4 separate regions of the Sus scrofa genome follow, and regions 1, 2 and 3 are each linked to region 4. Evidence: chromatin contacts called from public HiChIP or PLAC-seq and promoter capture Hi-C data. All regions are on one chromosome and are shown on one strand. The core of a region is the stretch at or near the end of the contact, and the rest is flanking DNA. Distances in the headings are between cores, read along the strand shown.

What was found. Promoter capture Hi-C pulls out the DNA fragments that hold promoters and counts their contacts. HiChIP or PLAC-seq counts read pairs in DNA pulled down with a chosen protein or histone mark.
Region 1: an H3K27ac HiChIP or PLAC-seq map of alveolar macrophages shows a contact between it and region 4. The contact joins two enhancer-like sites. A contact is called at or near these places in 1 of 47 Hi-C or Micro-C datasets (skeletal muscle) and 2 of 2 datasets of contacts at active chromatin or transcription factors (alveolar macrophages and skeletal muscle).
Region 2: an H3K27ac HiChIP or PLAC-seq map of alveolar macrophages shows a contact between it and region 4. The contact joins two enhancer-like sites. A contact is called at or near these places in 2 of 5 promoter capture datasets (fetal liver and fetal skeletal muscle) and 2 of 2 datasets of contacts at active chromatin or transcription factors (alveolar macrophages and skeletal muscle).
Region 3: a promoter capture Hi-C map of liver shows a contact between it and region 4, with 7 times the contacts expected there. The contact joins two enhancer-like sites. A contact is called at or near these places in 3 of 5 promoter capture datasets (liver and skeletal muscle), 19 of 47 Hi-C or Micro-C datasets (adipose tissue, blood, embryonic fibroblasts and 8 more) and 2 of 2 datasets of contacts at active chromatin or transcription factors (alveolar macrophages and skeletal muscle).

What each region holds. Positions count from the first base shown.
Region 1 is chr13:131,909,491-131,912,465 of Sscrofa11.1, reverse strand. No RefSeq gene overlaps it. Among named protein-coding and RNA genes, the nearest start is that of FAM43A, 250 kb to the right of the region's middle. Within about 2 kb of position 1,640, at least 16 of the 83 cell types and tissues checked have an H3K27ac peak or open chromatin away from gene starts, as enhancers often do. A contact at or near this core is called in alveolar macrophages and skeletal muscle, where this site is marked.
Region 2 is chr13:132,147,707-132,150,507 of Sscrofa11.1, reverse strand. It overlaps XXYLT1 (xyloside xylosyltransferase 1), which reads left to right. Exons shown (of 4, transcript XM_021070076.1): 3 at 1,847-1,979. Among named protein-coding and RNA genes, the nearest start is that of XXYLT1, 120 kb to the left of the region's middle. Within about 2 kb of position 1,262, at least 5 of the 83 cell types and tissues checked have an H3K27ac peak or open chromatin away from gene starts, as enhancers often do. A contact at or near this core is called in alveolar macrophages and skeletal muscle, where this site is marked.
Region 3 is chr13:132,092,342-132,095,219 of Sscrofa11.1, reverse strand. All of the region lies in intron 3 of XXYLT1 (xyloside xylosyltransferase 1), which reads left to right. Among named protein-coding and RNA genes, the nearest start is that of XXYLT1, 180 kb to the left of the region's middle. Within about 2 kb of position 1,564, at least 19 of the 83 cell types and tissues checked have an H3K27ac peak or open chromatin away from gene starts, as enhancers often do. A contact at or near this core is called in adipose tissue, embryonic fibroblasts, liver and 4 more, where this site is marked.
Region 4 is chr13:131,647,781-131,650,589 of Sscrofa11.1, reverse strand. LSG1 (large subunit GTPase 1 homolog) reads left to right here. Exons shown (of 16, transcript XM_021070074.1): 2 at 422-1,474. The coding sequence starts at 1,376. Among named protein-coding and RNA genes, the nearest start is that of LSG1, 4.7 kb to the left of the region's middle. Within about 2 kb of position 1,334, at least 79 of the 83 cell types and tissues checked have an H3K27ac peak or open chromatin away from gene starts, as enhancers often do. A contact at or near this core is called in adipose tissue, alveolar macrophages, embryonic fibroblasts and 5 more, where this site is marked.

The sequences.
Region 1 (2,975 bases), core at 391-2,890, 260 kb before region 4:
CCTGGGCTCTGTTTCTGACCTGGAGGGTCACCAGCTGCATGATCCAGAGAGGAGCCTCGTTTCCTTATCAGGGGCCGGGAGTGGGGGTGGGTGGACTCAGAGGTCTCTAAGGCCCCTGTGACCCTGGTCCTGTAGGAAGGGGAAAGGTCTTCTGGAATAGAATTGTTTTTATCTCAGCAAGCGCTGAAGTCCGACATTTCCAAATGAAGCCTGATGAGAGAAAGAAGGAATACTAATACAATCCTATGATTACATAACATGTATTATCTATATATTTTCCCACATACACAGGAGGGAGAAAAACCATTATACTCAGGACCCTGGGGGGTGGAAATTGGGCTGTATTCTTGATTCTTCTGCTACTTGGTTTCCTCTTAGATTTTGCTTCTTCAACTTGGTCCCGCTCAGCTACGGTCGATTGAACAACTAGGCACTTTCATAAACAGGAGCTCCATCAGCTCCTTTTATGCTCTGGTTAGTTTTTCTCTCTAGAGCTTCTTTGCGTCTGTCCAGAGGAACCTGTGAGCTGTCTTCCCATGTCTGTGGTGGGGTGGAGACGTTGCAGGGGGGTTGCCGGACCTGGTAGGGAATTTGACTACATGAGGTCCTGACTCACCTTGATGCCAGACAACTCAGTTCTGAGGAGTTTCGCCTCAGCCATATTAGTCAGGGCTCTTGCAGGTAAACGTGACAGAAACCCAGCTCACACTCGCTTACACACAAAGGAAAACCGTGGGCTCAGGAAACTGGGCAAGATGAGTGGAGTGGACAAGGGGCACCTCTGGATTGAGGACTCAGCGATGTGGTCAGGTCTCTCACCAACACTCAATCACTTTTCTCTCTTTGTGAGTTGTCTTCATTTTTTTTTTTTTTCTACCACAAATAGAAATATTTGGCATGGGGTGGAGGGTGGGGGAAAGAGGAGAGGCAAGGCTGCAGACAAGCCAATTGAATCTACTTCAGTTAGTGGCCCTAGAGGAGAGAGACCTTGCTGTCTACAAGTCCCAGGGGAAGGTTCTCATCAGCTGTCTTAGGCCACATGCCCATATCTGGGACCAACACCATATCCAGGCCAGGTTAGGGCAACAGGGTACTGCCATTGGCAGTCAAATAGAATTCTATAGAAACAGGTCAGGTGGGAAGAGCGGTTAGTAAATGAGGGGGCAATGTTATCAGATGGGGGGGATCAGATACTGTGAGAGATCAAAGCAATAGGAAGCCATTAAAGATATGGTAACAGTCAGTGTCCAGTAACCAGAATAGAGAAAATGTAATAGAAAGAACCAGTTATTAACTAGATAACCCAAGGGTAAAAGGAGACCTCTAAGGTGGGACAGAGGTACAAACTTTAGGAAGCAGCCACTTTCCCCTGGCTGAGGGAGCAAAGGGAACATTTAGAAGCACAGGGAGGAGCCCTGCAGAGCTGGAACTCAGTCTTGGGAGGAGGGAGGGGCCTGTGCCTGGGCCCAGACTCCCAGCAGGGGCGCCAGCTGGCTGTGGACAGTGTCCTTGGGGGGCAGGGTGGGGTGAAACAGGTTCTACAGGAGCTGGAAAAGCTGCAAACTGGAGTCAGCTGCTGCTCCAGTTTGGCCCGGTCTTGGGCCAAGGGAAAAATTGTGCTGGGATGGTGCTCACAGAGACAGGAAGCCCACAGGAAGCAGACGGGGAACAAACAGGAAAGAGCGAGCAGGCTCTCCCGCCTCCAGCCTGTAGACTCCCTCTTGCGCCCCCTATCAGCAGAGCTAACAGCGCCAGCCTGCAAAGCCAAGGGTGAGTATGGAATCCCAGCTCCAGCCCAGCACAGACACAGTGACTTGGTAATTGACCCTGATGTCTTACTGCAGGGGTTCTGGTTGGTGTGGCCTTCAGAGCAGCAGTCTGTCTCCCTCAGGAGGCTGTGGACTTCTGGAGGTCAGGGGCATGACTGATCTATCTGTGTCCTTCTCAGGGTCTGGTACCCTGCCTGGGGGGATCCTGCCCTACTGTGTTCATAATGCTGAAATGTACCGCAGGAGGTCAAGGGGCCAGTGGGTCCTGGGGCAGCTCCAGCCCTGCCTGTCCAGCCTTTACAGTTCCTGTCTGTCTTCCCTCGGACTGTGATTCTAGGCTCTCCCTGGAGTCCTGTGAAGCAGGGATGGGGCATTGAACACTGACTGTGAACACCCCGGGGCAGGCTCTGTGCAGCCTGGTTGGTATGCCCACAACCCTCTTCTCATCCTCACTCACTTTCTGATGAGGTCCCAGCTCCACTTCTAACAAGGTTTGTGGCTTTGGGCAAGTTATTGGACCATCCTGAGCCCCAGTTTCCCCAGAAAGCCCCCTTCAGTCCTTTAATCTCTTCACTAAGAGACAAGCTTGGTCCTCTCCATCCCATGTCCAGCTTCCTTCCTCCAATCCCCCTTCCCCATCATCCTGCTTCTTAAAGGACTGACAATTTCACATCGTATTTAGGCTTTGAAAAGCAGTCAAGACTAGCAAGACAGAGATCTGTGTAGCTCAGAGGAAAGTAAACATTCAGGACAACTGGGACTTGCTGAGCAGGGCTGTGGGACAGCTGCAGGATGAAGCAAGCCCCTGTGGTGTGGCGTGGGGAGCAAAGGAGGAGAGAAGGCAGGAGGGAAAGGGGCTCTGCGTCTACCCTAAGGAAGCAGGAGAATAGGGGGCTCCCAGTGAATTCCAGATCCCTTGAGTGTTTGAGCCCGACCTCTCAGGTGAAGGCCTGAGCCTCCCAGCCTCCAGCTGCTTCCACAGGGGCAACAGTCCCCATGGGGGTAAAGGGCCCATAAAGACTTGGTGTGGCCATGTAGGCAATGGGATTAGGCCAGTGACCGATACAGAGAAAACACGCCAATGACAAAGGGTAGCTCTAGCTGCATTAGAGCCCTGACCACATTCTGGCCTGTGTTAAAGGTTTCTGTGTGTAAGCTTCTCTTTCTCACTAACCTCAAGTTCTTTAAGGTAGAGGCTGTGTCCAA
Region 2 (2,801 bases), core at 13-2,512, 500 kb before region 4:
TTCTCGCTTACTGGCACTTATTTATTTACTTATTTTTTGCAGAAAACTGATATAGGATGTCAGCTAATGATTTGTTTCTGTGTCACCAAGGAAAACAGAACAGGAACAAATGAGTCAGTTTTTCTTGAATCATAAGCTGTGATTTCTTCATAAACGAATCTAGAGAAAGGTTGTAGAATTCCACAGATGTTCCTGAGTGTTTACTGAATGCCAGGCCCCGCACTATGAGTGGATGGAGGCCAAGATGCCAGAGATGGGGTCCCTGGCTTCAGGGGGCTTCTGTGGGCAGCTGGTCCTGACAGCATTGTGCTCTGTGTGCTGGGTCCACATGAAATGCTGGTGGGGAGCCGAGGGGGGAGCCCAGCCTTCTGGGTGGATGACATGGTATTTCACTGCTCCTTGCCTGCCCCAGTCCCCCTCTTTGTTAAGTCTTCCTTGACTGCCTCAAATTCTAGTGAGTCCCCTACTCTCCAGACCCTGGGTTCCTGTGGTGCCCATAGCTCAGATGAATAAGATGTTCCCACTTGTCATCTAGGATCACAGGCTCACCAGGCACAAGTCTCAGCCGCACATTTTTTTTTTTTTTTTTTTTTTTTTGCTTTTTTAGGGCTGCACCCATGGCATATGAAAGTTCCCAGGCTAGGGGTCCAATCGGAGCTATAGCTGCCGGCCTACACCACAGCCACAGCAATGCCAGATCCGAGCCGTGTCTGTGACCTACACCACAGTTCATGGCAATGCCAGATCCTTAGCCCACTGAGTGAGCCTAGGGATCGAACCTGCAATCTCATCGTTTCTAGTTGGATTCATTTCTGCTGCGCCACGACCAGAACTGCCTCAGCTACACTTTAACAAATGAAACAACTGAGGTTTAGAGAAGGAAGCAATTTCCCTCGAGTCACAGAATCAGTCAGCAGCAAAATCGGAATCTGTACCACATGCTCTGATGCCCAGGCCAGGGCTTCTCTGAGTACCGAGTACTTACCCTCCTTCACCACTGAGCCCCGAGCCGCCCCTCTTCCGCTTCACATCAGCTCTGGGTGCCCCGCTGTTTCTAGTCGCCTGTGTGTTTCTCCCTGAGGGCAGGGCCCCATCCTCCTGTTGTTGGGTCCCCTGATGGCACTGCCAGCCCAGGAGCTCAGACAGGCTGGTTGGGTGAAGAATGGAGAACCAACTCAACATTCTCTCCTCCCTTCTCACCCCTGACTCATCTGGAGGCAGAGGAAGCAAACAACTCTTCGGAGCCGGTAACTGTGAGACTCAGTCTGCCTAATTATAGCTCAGTTAGTCTTTCAGACAGTGGATTAAATATACCTAACAGCATCTGAGGTCTCTTAGCTGGATCTCTCTGGGTCAGCATCCCAGCTCCACGTATATCTAGGTTTGCAGAAATATTAACAAGAACCTGAAGTGACAGCAGTTTTTACTCCCCTTCTCTGTGGGTCATTTACTACCTGCCTCCCCCAACACCTGTATGCTTTGAATTTTAAGTATGGTGTGCAGGTACCGTATCATCTAAATCAGATACTTTTGAGAAGAAATGGTGCTCTCCTGACAAGGACAGTGGCCTAAACTGGGCGACCTGGTTGCCTAGCTTTATAGAAAACACGTGTCTGCATTTGGAAGTAAAGCTACCGGGCCAGTGTTTTCCACGAAGGCTTTTTGTGAATGGGAGGGAGGTTGCTGGTCGATGAAGGGCCTTTGTTTCCAGCAGTGTCTCTGCATTATTTGGTGCCAGCAAGCATAATCTAGAACGCTTTTCTGCACCCTCCTCCTTATCTTCTATCATTGACTGAGCCTCTGAGGATGTGTGTCTATGTCATTGTTGTCCTTTTCTTTCCTCCAGAGATCCTGCGGATAATTCAGCTGGACCTAGACCTAAAGTACAAGACCAACATCCGGGAATTGTTTGAGGAGTTTGACAACTTCCTGCCAGGTGCTGTCATTGGCATAGCAAGGGAGATGCAGCCCGTGTACAGGTATGTGGCAGCAGCTGGCGGGCAGCCTCAGGACACTGCTCCCCCCAGCCACCTCTCCTTCATCCCTGGTTAACTGGGATTGGGAGTCTGCAGTCTTGCCCTGAATATCTCAGGGCCACATTTGTGCTTACTGCTTACGGCTACTAGTATGGGAAGTGGGCTTGCACCAAAATGGTCCATGTTACCTCATTCATGTCGGGGAGTTTGTGACATTTTTTTCTTGTGGAAAGGCCAGCCATTTGGGTTGTTGGTTCTGGATCAACTCAGGATTTTAAAATCTGGGGCTTTGCCTTAACAGAAGAGGTATGAAGATATAGCTTTAACTTGGGAGCTCCTGTCTTGGCTCAGTGGAAGCGAATCCAACTAGTATCCATGAGGACGTGGGTTCAATCCCTGGCTCCCCTCAGTGGGTTAAGGATCCAGCACTGCTGTGAGCTGTGGTGTAGGTCACAGATGCGGCTTGGATCCTGCATTGCTGTGGCTGTGGTGTACGCCAGCGGCTGTACTTCCGATTGGACTCCTAGCCTGGGAACCATCATATGCCACAAGTGTGGCCCTAAAAAAAAAAAAAAAAAGATATAGCTTTAACTTGCCAGTCTGGTGATGAATGAGGTTTCCTTGGCCTCTAAGTCACCAGTAATGCACAGACACTGCTGGAAACAAAGGTCCTCCCTGTATAAGCGGAGGGGATTTGTCAACATCTCCCAGGGAGGGTCCCAGGGAGGGGGAGACAGCACAGCCTCCAGACACAGACTGGCATCGCCTAGTGAAGAGTGTGTTCTCTTGTGAAGCAGTGTTTCCTTGTCAGGTGTGCAGTGCAGA
Region 3 (2,878 bases), core at 315-2,814, 440 kb before region 4:
GAGGACTCCCAGCTGAATGGGACAGAGAGGCGCACAGAGTGATTATAGACACCACAGCCACGGATGTGACCAAGGCTGGGAGGCGGGAGGAGAGAAGTACACCGAGGACGCCGCCTCTGGGCTGGGTTTGAATGAAGAGACGTCTCTGGTAGACTTGGGGGGTAAGGACGCTGTGCCCAAGAGGAACAGCAGCACGGCGGGTGGTCATGGCAGGTGGCACATGCGGGGACTCCAGCAGCTCCGGGCTGGGTGTGCACACGGGGCAGGGCTGGGGAGCAGAGGAGGATGTGGTGGGGCAGGGGCTGGATCGTGGGGTCCACGTGTTGTGCCGAGGAGCTGCAGTTCCTTCTCTAGGCAGTGAGGGCGTGATGTCACCCTAATGTCAACGTAGACGACTCTGTAGACCTCTGCCTTCCAGGAGAGGGGTCACACCCCAACCCCATCCTAGCCAAATCATGCTGTCTTGTTATCTGGCTGGTCAAGATGCCGAGCTGTGACGCACTTCCATGTATGCGAACAGGTCGCACTTTCTGAGCAAAACCCCAAGCCGGTTGCTGACCCAAGATTCAGATATGAGTAGGAAACCAGCCCTGTCCACCTGTCCATCAGATGTCCATAGGCTAGGCGGGGAAGGGAGGATGAGTGGGGCTGGACCACTTGTTGTAGAGTGATTATAGCCTGTTGTATGAAGCAGTGGAAGCAAAAGCGATGGGGAGATTCATTCCAAATTCTCCTGGAACCTGCAAGTTCTAGATTCTACCAGACTTTTCTTCTGAACAGTTATTATGGTACTTTATTTAATCTGGCTTCGTTTTTTTGAGTGTAGATAGGGAGACTTTTTTTTGCCCCCCCTTTTCTGAGCCTAGTGATAAACAGATCCCAAATATTACACTTGAAAAACAATTTTTTCTTAAGAGCCTCTATACTGAACAGGATTTCAAATATAATTAGTGCATTTAATTCTTTATCTTGTAGTTCTGTCTTTGCTTAGTTTTACAGGGAAAGGGGCTTGTGGGCCAGTTTATTATTATTATTTTTAAATGGACTTTCCTTCTGACGACTTGGCACATGCAGACTGACAGTTCAATGGTGGCCTTGCTGGGGTGACAGGTGCTTCAACGGTGTGTGTGTGTGTATGCAGACTAGCCTCTGTGGTCGCAAGGCGGGGTGGTGATGGGGGCAGAGCACCGTCTGTCCAGCTACTGCCCTTAGTATCCCCACCCCTGCACCAGGGCCTGCTTCATACGTGTGAAATAGAACAGGTTTATCTCTTTAACTCTCTGCGGTTTATTGTTTCATCTCCCGGGAAGGGAGAAGGAGAGGAAAAAAAATAGTCCTCCTTTAGCAGAAAGCGGGTGTTGTTTGAGAGCCTGACCTCTGTCCCCTGTGTCCTCTGTTCTCTCGGAACATTCCACGTTAATTACACAGTCCACCACTGCCACGGCTTTTCCTTTGGCATCTGCAGCTTTGGAAACCAGATGGATTGTGATTGCAGAGCTGGAAGCAGTGAGAGAGAGAAAGCCACCGCCCTGCAGGGCCGACGGCCTGGAGGCAGCTTGGAGATGGGCAGCCTGAGGGAGAGGCCCAGGGTGGGGTCCCATGAGCTGCGGGTGTTGGGGCTACAGGCAGGAGTGACGCTGCAGGCAACAATCCCCTGCCAATTCTGTCACCAGACACCAGGGCTCCGGTGCTCAGATGCGAAGGGAAAGAATGCATCTTCCCTGGCACCTGGGCTCAGCAACCGGCCAGCCCAGCCCAGTGAGAGGGCAACTCCCAGGGCCTTGCCAAGGTTTGGGCGTGTGTGTGTGTGTGTGTGTGTGTGTGTGTGTGTGAGAATATCGGTAACAAAATCTGCCACATTAACGTTTGTGTAGTCATTGGCATTAATTCCATTCTCAGGGTTGTGCAACCATCACCACTATCTATTTCTGGAATATTTTCATAACCCCAAACAGAAACTCTGTACTGGTTAAGCAATAGCTCCTCACTCCCCTTCCCTCCGCCCCTCGGACCCTCTAGTCCACTTTCTGTCTCTGTGAATTTGCCTGTTCTAGGTGGTTCAGATGCGTGGACTCCCAATATTTGTCTCCTACGCCATTCTTTGTCACCTCCAGGCCCTGGAGCACCCTGTCTGTCCCTCCGCTGCCCCCATGCTGGGCTCCGGGCCTCTCGGTCCTTCCTCCTCATTCTTTGCTGAGGCTGTGCTCCCCACAGGGCCTTTCTTTTTTGAAATCGAAGTACAGCTGATTGACGATATTATATTAGGTTCAGGTGTCTGGCATAGTGATTCAGTATTTTTGCAGATTATACTCCATCATTGGCTATTACAAGATAATGGCTATAATTCCCTGTGCTGTGTACCATATCCTTGCTGCTGATCTCTCTTTCCCTGGGCCCTTTTTGATTCCCCTCAACCAGCCTGCTCTTTCTCTGTCTGGAACATTTGGTTTGAAGCGCCCTTTCAGGTCACGCAGACTGCTCTGTGGGAGCTTATCCGTGTAAGGGTCTTTTCTGCATCTGGGCTCCCCCGATGAACCAGGAGCCCCTGGAGGGGGCGGCAGGACTGGGCAGCGTGGATCTCGGGGCTGTGCTTGTCTAGGTGGGATGTTCCTTGGGGGTTTGTCCCCTGAGGTGTGGTGAGGATGGTATCATTAGAGGGGCTCTGCCTGCCTTTGAACCCAGGCTTCACTTACTCGGTGAGTGGCTTTGCTAAATTCCTTAATGTCTGTAAGGTGCAGGTTCCTCACCTATAAAATGAAGATAATAATAGTGCCTAAGTCACAAGCTCACGACGAGTAAATGAATTCAAGTTAGTGAAGCACCTAGAACATGCTGACATGCGCTGTGTCATACGTGTTGGCCATGATTGTTGTCACCT
Region 4 (2,809 bases), core at 85-2,584:
CAACTGCTACATGAACTGTCGACAGTCCTTTGGGGGTTTCTCAGAGTTCACTCCAATTCAGCAGAAGTCATTAGTGAGGGGTAGCATACAGTGGGGCTTAGCAAGGATGCAGAGATGAGGGGAGAATGTTGTCCCAGCTCTGTCTGACCCAAACTTGCTGGGACTGACTTTACCCAGTCCACTTCAGGGCTTTCATCTGCACCAGAAGGAAGTGGGCTTCTCTTGCTATTCAGAGTGGCCTTCCACCAGACCAGCATCATCAGCATCACCTTAAAGAGTAGAGTGCCCGCCCCACCCTAGACCTTATCAATCAGAACCGGCACTAATAAGATCCCAAGGGGGCTTCACATGCACATCAAAGTTTGAGAAGAACTGGCCTCTAAAATTCTTGCTAACAGCCCTCGTTCTCCCCTTTCCCCAGGAATGAATAAAATAATGAGACTTGGGTTTGATGCCTGACCCCGAATATTTTCCCTGGCTTGCCAAGCTTCTTCGTCTCTGAGCATCACAACATTGAGGTAATTTTGATTGATGAGGATGGAACTAAATGCCCAGCACCCACACATCTCTAACCGGACTTTTTATATTCTCATCATAGGGAAACCTAACGATAAAATGAGGAACAAAAGTCAGGTGGCAAAGAGTGGAACCCAGCCACAGTTTTCACTTTATATTAATTTACAGGAAAATTTAAATACAATTCTAGGTTTAACTTTTAAACTTTTTTAAAAAGTTACTTGAAAAAAGCATTTAGGTCAAATCCCTTTGGCTTTCCTTGCAACTTTGACAAGCTCTTTCCATTCTGAACTCCCATCCGGGCAGGGACTCTTCTCTCCAAATCGCGGTTCAGAAAAGCTAAGTAAACAAAAAGCTATTTAGTTGCTGGGCGTGAAGGCGGCGAGGCCACACCTTAGAACACGGACAGAAATCTAGCGCCAGGAAGCAACGCCCCCTAGCGCAGCGGGGGGACCCTTCACCCGGGTCCCCTCCTCCTTTGACGAAACAGCCGGGAGGCGGAGCTAGTACCGCGAATATGAACGGCCGCTTTTTTCCACGTCTCCTAGTTTCACACCGGACACTAAAGACCGACGCACAAACTTGGAAGGTACCATCCTTTTGATTTAATCAACGTATCAAAATATGAGATATTGGTAGGAATATACATAGAAATTTAAGTCCCAAGACCACTTTATATTTTTTTCTGTCATAGTGGTAAATAAGTGGCAATTTGAGACAAATTATTATGTTTCCCTTCAACTTCGGGCCTTAATTACTTGGGCTCGCTCATACATCACTTCCGGAGATCGCGCACCTAAATACCGAAAAAACCAGGCGTGGGTCCGGCAAAGAAGGTTGGCGTCCCGGCTGCGCTCTAATGGGTCGGAGGAGAGCGCCAGATGCTGGGTCCCTCGGCCGGGCCCTTATCCGTCAGCAAGTTCAGCGGAGCCGTAGCCATCGTCACACCGACGCCTGGGTAAGACGGACCCTGCCATCTTTTTTAGTCTTTCTGTCTAGTTATGAGAGTGTGAACCCTGCGAAGCTTGGGGTCAGAGGTCACAGTGTAATTTTCCAGAGGAAACGCCAAAGTACTGTTTTGAAGGATGAGTACTGTCGTCCTCCGGTAACTTCAGGTAAACGCCCCCCTCTGCCCCAGCGGCTACCAAAATGCGCAAATACTCAAGTCCCTTAGAGTCGACCAGGCCGTAGTAGCTAGGCACCAGAGGTGGCGTCTAGTGTGATGAGGTTGGAGTGAGATCTTGAATGCCAGGGTAAGAGTTTGGTTTTTGCCCTGTAAACTTTGGAAGCCTGCACAGAAAAGTCGCAAAAACTGCTTTTTGTATTCATTTGTTCAAAGAATTGACCCTGCAAGAGCTGCTGGTTGGTGCCAGAAGTACAAAATAACTGCTTCGCCCCTTTTATTCCCTAGGGGCTTCACTCATAGATGAACGATCTATCTTCAAAATTTGGCGGGCTTAATAGTTCCCTGGGCCTGGGAACGATCATACTTTGGGGATCCTTGAAAACGGGATGAAGCTTGACTTGTGTTCGTCATCTTGGCATTCATTCTCCCACTTATTTGAGAACTCGCTAAGTTCTCAGTAAGAATCTTTGGGGAGTCAAAAATGCCCCTAATTATCCACGTGCACATCACACTAACTTCCATCTGTAATCTGCAGAGTAAACAGCATACAGAGCTCATCAATATGCTCTGGATTTTAGCATATTTATGAGAGAGTCAGAGTTACTCTGGAGTTTATTTATTTTTGCTTGTTTTATTTTTTTGCTTTTTAGGGCTGCACCTGCAGCATATGGAGGTGCCCAGGCTAGGGGTTCAATCAGAGCTGCAGCTGCCAGGATCCAAGCCCCATCTGTGACCTACAGCACAGCTCATGGCATCGCTGCATCCTTAACCCCCTGAGCAAAGCCAGGGAACGATCCACATCTTCGTGGACACTAGTCAGGTTCATTACCTCTTACCCATGCCGGGAACTCCTCGATTTTAGATTACGGATAATTTTAATTGATTTTGAAGCAACTTGTTAATGTACCATTTAAAAAGTAATGGGAAATTCGATAATGAATTCTCATCCTTAGTTCCGGTTTTTGTTGATTCCTTGGTCTTGGACAAACCGCCTAACCTTCTAACCTTCAGTTTTTTCATTTCTTTGTACCTGTACAGAGCATATAGCTTAGGATGGTGTTTATCTTATCACACTGTGGTTTGTGTTTGGAATTCAGTTCAATGGGTGGAAAGTAGGCAGATTTTTCCTGCAGAAGAGAATTAAAGAAAATTCCAGAGTGTATTGTA